Regions from separate parts of the Mus musculus genome. Here region 2 is linked to region 1. The links are chromatin contacts, called in public ChIA-PET maps. All regions are on one chromosome and are shown on one strand. Each heading gives the region's core, a stretch centred on a gene start, on an enhancer-like site or on the middle of the called end of the contact. The rest is flanking DNA. Distances are from core to core; before and after follow the strand shown.

Evidence for each region. ChIA-PET counts read pairs in DNA pulled down with a chosen protein or histone mark.
Region 2: an RNA polymerase II ChIA-PET map of memory CD8 T cells shows a contact between it and region 1, with 5 times the contacts expected there. The contact joins two enhancer-like sites. A contact is called at or near these places in 1 of 15 datasets of contacts at CTCF or cohesin (stem cell-derived epiblast-like cells), 3 of 484 Hi-C or Micro-C datasets (the G1E-ER4 cell line, cortical neurons and uterus), 2 of 115 datasets of contacts at active chromatin or transcription factors (embryonic stem cells and memory CD8 T cells) and 2 of 9 other capture datasets (embryonic stem cells and macrophages).

Annotation. Positions count from the first base shown.
Region 1 is chr14:59,258,789-59,261,488 of GRCm38.p6, forward strand. It overlaps the pseudogene Phf11. Among named protein-coding and RNA genes, the nearest start is that of Phf11a, 37 kb to the right of the region's middle. Within about 2 kb of position 1,448, at least 63 of the 459 cell types and tissues checked have an H3K27ac peak or open chromatin away from gene starts, as enhancers often do. A contact at or near this core is called in memory CD8 T cells, where this site is marked.
Region 2 is chr14:59,553,618-59,556,419 of GRCm38.p6, forward strand. No RefSeq gene overlaps it. Among named protein-coding and RNA genes, the nearest start is that of Cdadc1, 43 kb to the right of the region's middle. Within about 2 kb of position 1,519, at least 54 of the 459 cell types and tissues checked have an H3K27ac peak or open chromatin away from gene starts, as enhancers often do. A contact at or near this core is called in memory CD8 T cells, where this site is marked.

The DNA of each region.
Region 1 (2,700 bases), core at 198-2,697:
TGGTGCAGCCTCTGCTCAGTGCTGAGGACCAGTGAGAGAAACAGAAACATAGCAAGCCACAAGGTTGGCTATGGTGTGACTGAAAAACTTCTAGAGGCCTTACTGAAATGAATAAAACATTTAGAAATTCTCTGATGATGTCTGAGAGCTGCACATATCTACGGGCAGAGACAGGACTGGAGAGCAAAGGTTGATTCCATGTATATACATACATACATACATACGCATATACATACATACGAGAAAATAGAACAACGGTTCAGTAAACAGGAGCTCTTATGCATATTTGCAGAGGGCCTTGGCTCAGTTCCTACCACCTACATGATGAGCTATAACCAAGTCAAAAGCTCCATCCAGGGGGAATCCTATGCTGCCTTCTCCATACAATACAGCATCAAGAACACATGTGATATACAGATATTTATGTAGGCAAGACAGTCATACACAAAATAAACCTCAAGAATATACTAGTTGCAGGATAGTTAAAGGCTGAAATAAATCACTACTCAACTCTAAATTTGGCTGCAGACATCTCTACCAAGTGGGTGAGTATAATGGATCCTTGGGTTGTTTCAGGGATGGAAGCATGCTTTTGTTGAAAATGGTGGCTTCCCTTGAGCAGTGATCACTTCTATCCCTGTTGCTTGAAAGGCCTGAAAAGGTTTAGCATTAGTACCTTCCTATTGTATCTGTATTTCCTGCTTTGACTTTTGGGCCAGGTTTCTCCTGGAGAGAGAGGATTGGGGCAGAGCTGTGCTAGCCTGTCAACACCAGTATTCAAGTTATCCCTGCTGTCCTCCGTGCATTACTTCTGCTTCTTTACCCCAATAAGATTTCTTTTGCATTCTTGAGTTCATCATTTTCTAGATTGATCCAGAAGCCTGTGGGCCGCAAACCTGACAAAAGCCTGGATTGTGATTCTCTCATGATAGGAGAAAACCATCTCAAGGAGATTCCCACCATGGGATGATCCTTAAAACATCAGCCTGCACAACACAAAATTTCAGATACTGAAGTCTACTCGCAACACACAACCCTAGTCAGTTTGTCAGTATTGTCAGTTTTCTCCAATTGTCTTCAAAGACTGGGGCCTCCGTTCCAGGTTTCCAGCATCCACAATAGAGTCTACCTTTCCTTCCCAACAGCATGTCTTGAGTATTAATTTTACAATGTAGAACCCCCAGTCCTATGAATCATGGACAGAATAGCTTTTAGCTTCCCGAGGTCCCCAGTGCCTACAGATTTCCCAGATGCTGTGAGCCCCAACCCACCCTCAGCAGTGTCCTGCAGTCTCCCTGGAGAGAAGTGGAGTGTGGGACCTTCCTGCCGACCTGAAACTTAGAACTCACCATTGGGAACTGGGTTAGAACACCCTGGCTTCTCTTGGGCCATGGCTGGGTGGGGACTTGCGGTCCTTGAAGTGCCTCTGTGAGTTTTGAGGTTCTAGTTTCTTTTTCTCTAAATGTGGGTGGAGACTGCAAACAGCAATCTGAGAGGAAGTGCAAGTTGAGGGCAGTGTGCTGGCACGTTTTCAACTCTGAGAAGTCATTTTAAAAGTGCTCTAAAAGTGATGTAATAAAGCACAGGTCCAAAATAAGTCAGGGGAGGAAAGGCTCCATTTGAGCTATGTGGGCCTGTGGACCATGAGAGGTAGCCTGGTACTTGGTTGAGACAAGGCTAGAAGCCCTGAGGACCCTGAAGGGTCTATAGAAGCTTTACCTGCTCCTGGGCACCAGGCTCCTATCACTAGCCACAGCCCCCTATACATTTATGGCCATCAGTCACATAAGGGAAATACACCAAGCCCCCTTCATTTAGAAAAAACAAAACAGTGACCTGTGGTCATATAGGCTTACAACAGATCTCCATGCTAATGAGGTACCGAGAGGCCTTGAGGACATAGCCAATAAGCTTTCCTTCCCAGATATTCCTCCCTGCAAAAGGTATTTCATCTCAGGCCACCCTGAGAAGTGGGGTATGGTTTTACACACCCCCTTTGCACCATGGCAATAAATGATTCAGAACCATAGACTAGCTCTTTTCATCGGGATCCGCCTTAGGAAGTCATGGAGAACTCCTTTGCCTACAGAGCCACTGTCTAATCTCTCATAGAAGGTCTCTCTGCTCCCAGACATAACCTCCTCTAAGCCAACCACCTTCAAGCCAAGGACTCTTCCTGTGGGACCACCCGGAGCTCCCCACTTTTTCCCCCAGGTCCCAGGCTAGATCTAGCCCATGGTCCCAGATTCCGTTCTCAGCTCTCCTTGAACTGCCAGCAGCGCCTGGGTGTCCACACCCTGGGAACTCCACCACAGCAGCAAATTCCAAGACCTGGGCACTCCTGAACCAGCTCCAGCTGTCTCTTACCTTAGACTGCCTTTTCCCATTCCGAGTCATGTCCCTAAGGCCCAACACCGGCAGGGCCACTTCGTGAGGCAAGCCCAATCAAACATTTCAAGTTCTGTCTCCCCAAGCTGCTGTCTGGCTCTGTGGTAGGTCGGACATGGGACCTACAACACTACAGGACTACAAGTTGCAGTCACCATCCAGAGAACAAGGAAGAAAGCAGGAGCAGGGAGGCTTTCTGCCTATTTCCCTGGCTCTCTAGACCTGCTGTGCAGTACAGTCCACAACCACCTGCCCCATGCTGCTGCTGTACATAAAGGACTGTGCCTTCCTCCACCAATGAGCAGTCAGGAA
Region 2 (2,802 bases), core at 269-2,768, 290 kb after region 1:
CGACCCATTCCACACGGTGTGAGTCTGCGCTAAGTGAAAGAAGCCAGGCACAAAAGGCCACTGTTCGCCCATCTGCTGCTGCTGAAACAGAACAGATGAGCTCCAGCCATGCAAGAGGAGCAGAAAAGCATCAGCTCCTGGTTCTAGAGGCTGGGGTGTCCATCACTGAGCCAGCAGCATCTGATACGGACCTCACTGCACCAACACAGGGTAACAGAGGCCAAACAACAGCATCACGGCCACGCACAAAGGCAGAGCCCATGACCTAAGCTTTCGACTTTTTTTTTTAAATTGGAAATAGATTTTTATCATATATTATAATTATGATTTCATTCTCTAGCTCCTCCCAGCTCCTCCCCACCTTCCCATACTCCAAAATCCACATCTTCCCCCCCCCCATTCGAAAACAAACAGCTATCTAAGAAAAAAAAAGGAACAAAGAAAGAAAATAAGATAAAATAAAAACCAACCTGACTAGGACAAAACAAACAATGCACTCCTTCTGTAGTTGAATCTCAACTAGTTGGAAGAACCATTCACATCATGGCTACACACTAGATGGTGCTGTTCACATACAAAGTCCAACACAGAGAAGTCTAGAGACAGAAAGCTCCAGGCTTGAGGGAGGAATGTGAGACGGCTATGTGGAGAGACAGCTAAAGGCGGAGAGTTCTCATTGAGGTGACGGGAATTTTTGAACTAATTATGGCAGTGCTTGCACATATCCGCAAATTAACACACTAAAATTGTTGAAGTATTCATTTAAATGGGCAAACCAGCTAGTGTGTGAAATCGTAATAAAACTGTTCAAATTGTTGCCACAGACTCACTGTGCTTTGTCTGCAGAGGGACTGACACCGGGGTTGCACAGACTACACAAGCTCTACCACTGAGCTGCATCGCTGCCTTGTGACCCCTGTTATCTCTTGGGTGCTTTCTGTGTTATCTGATGCTATTCGTCGTGAATCTTCATGCTACATATTATTCCATGCACTGTACCAGACAACCCCAGCAGAGTCTGGTGTACCTCTAAGTCAACAGAGTATACAGAAGTGTTGGTGCCCACCCATGATCCTCTCCTTGTGAGCACACCTGGAATGTGAATGGTTGCTCATCTTTCTGAGGTTTGCTATTCTCTGATGCCGTCCCAGCAGCACTAGGGAAAGTTCTCTGTTCCTGCATTGTTTCCTTGCTTCTCCACCCTCTAAGTGAGTCTGATTCTCTTCTTGGCTCCTCTTTAGAAGGCCTTCCTGGGCGAGACACATTCTAGACACATCATGTTTTAGAGGTCTCTCCTCCTGACTCTCGGGCAACAGGCACATTTTAATCCTTGACCATAATCCCAAACTCTTGATTTTAAACCAATGGGCCATGCCTCCAGGTGACAGACTGTGTTAGTAACTTTCCCTCGCTGTCACTAAATGACTGAGGAAAACAACAGGAAGGAGGAAACGGTTACTGTGGCCTGCTCTGTCTGGCCCTGTGCGTTTAGGTATGTCACAGTGAGGCAGAAATGTGATGAAAGGAAATGGCTTCCCTCACAGTCACCAGGAAGCAGAGAGAGATTGTGTGGGGTCGGGGTAGGGTAAAGACGCACAATAAATCTTTCCCGGGCGCGCCTCCCTCAGTGACCTACTTCCTTCCACAGGCACTTCCTCCTACAGTTTGCACCAGCCTGTCATGACCCCATCCATGGATGAACCCATTGATGAGATATCAGCACCCCATGATCCAGTCATTTCCAGGAGAAAGTCCTACCTGCCACTGCAAGCCTGCCACCTGAGTTTTTAAGAGACACTTCCTGTCCAAACCTCAGAACCTCCCGACTTCTGATACCCACACTGCCACTCTGGCCCCAGGACACACAGACAGATGTCCTGTTTCAAAGCCCTGTTTGCCTTGGTTGCATTAGGCATCAGTGTCTCATTCGCGTTTTAATTCGTTCAGTGCAGCCCAAGTTAAAACCCTTCCCTTCTGCACCTCGCCCAGCCCAAGCCCTGCTTCTGTCCCTGGACACTTGTTTAAGTGAGTCAGCATGGAGTGTTCTCTCTTTTCGGCTGGAGGAGCCCCACAGCTCACCCTTGCTGCCCTCCCACCTCCTGAGGTCCTCTTTCCAGGCCTTCGGGGCTCTGAGATTGCCAGATGCAGCAGGTCACCTTCTGCAGTGGTTCGGGTCCTATGTGCATCAGACACACACAAATCTACCCAGCTACAGCCTTTCTTTTTTGACAGTCTTATGTATCCCAAGCTGGTCTCAGATGCTCTGTGTAGCTTAATGCAACTATAAACTTCTGACCCTCGCTTCTTGACACCTGTCGGCAGTGCTGAGGATTGAACCTAAAGCCTCATGCATGTTAGGGAAGTACTCTTATTAACTGAGCCACATCCCAACCCAGAGGCAGCCTCCTGTCACAGCGCTGTCTTCTTTTACCTCCTACAGGCCTCACCTTCCTCCATCCTACATCTCAGTAACAGCACACCTCATGCTCCACCCTCACGTGTCTTGATCGGCTGACTTTAGAATCGGTCGATCCTGGTGACTTCATCCCCACGGCTCCTGAGGACTCGAGACCTCGGAGCTCACGATGCAGCTGCCTGTCAGTGGGTTACAGGCTCTCACGGGTCTGGGGTTTGGACAGAACTGTGCCTTGCCTTTCTTTTCCTCAATTCAGAATCCTGGTGTAACCCTGCACAAATCAGTTTCTCTTCCAAAAGGCCCCTCCTTCAACTTCTGGGACATGCTGCCCCCTGCTGGCTGAAATAAACAATGCTATCTTTATTGGAGTACTGGGGGACTCTTAG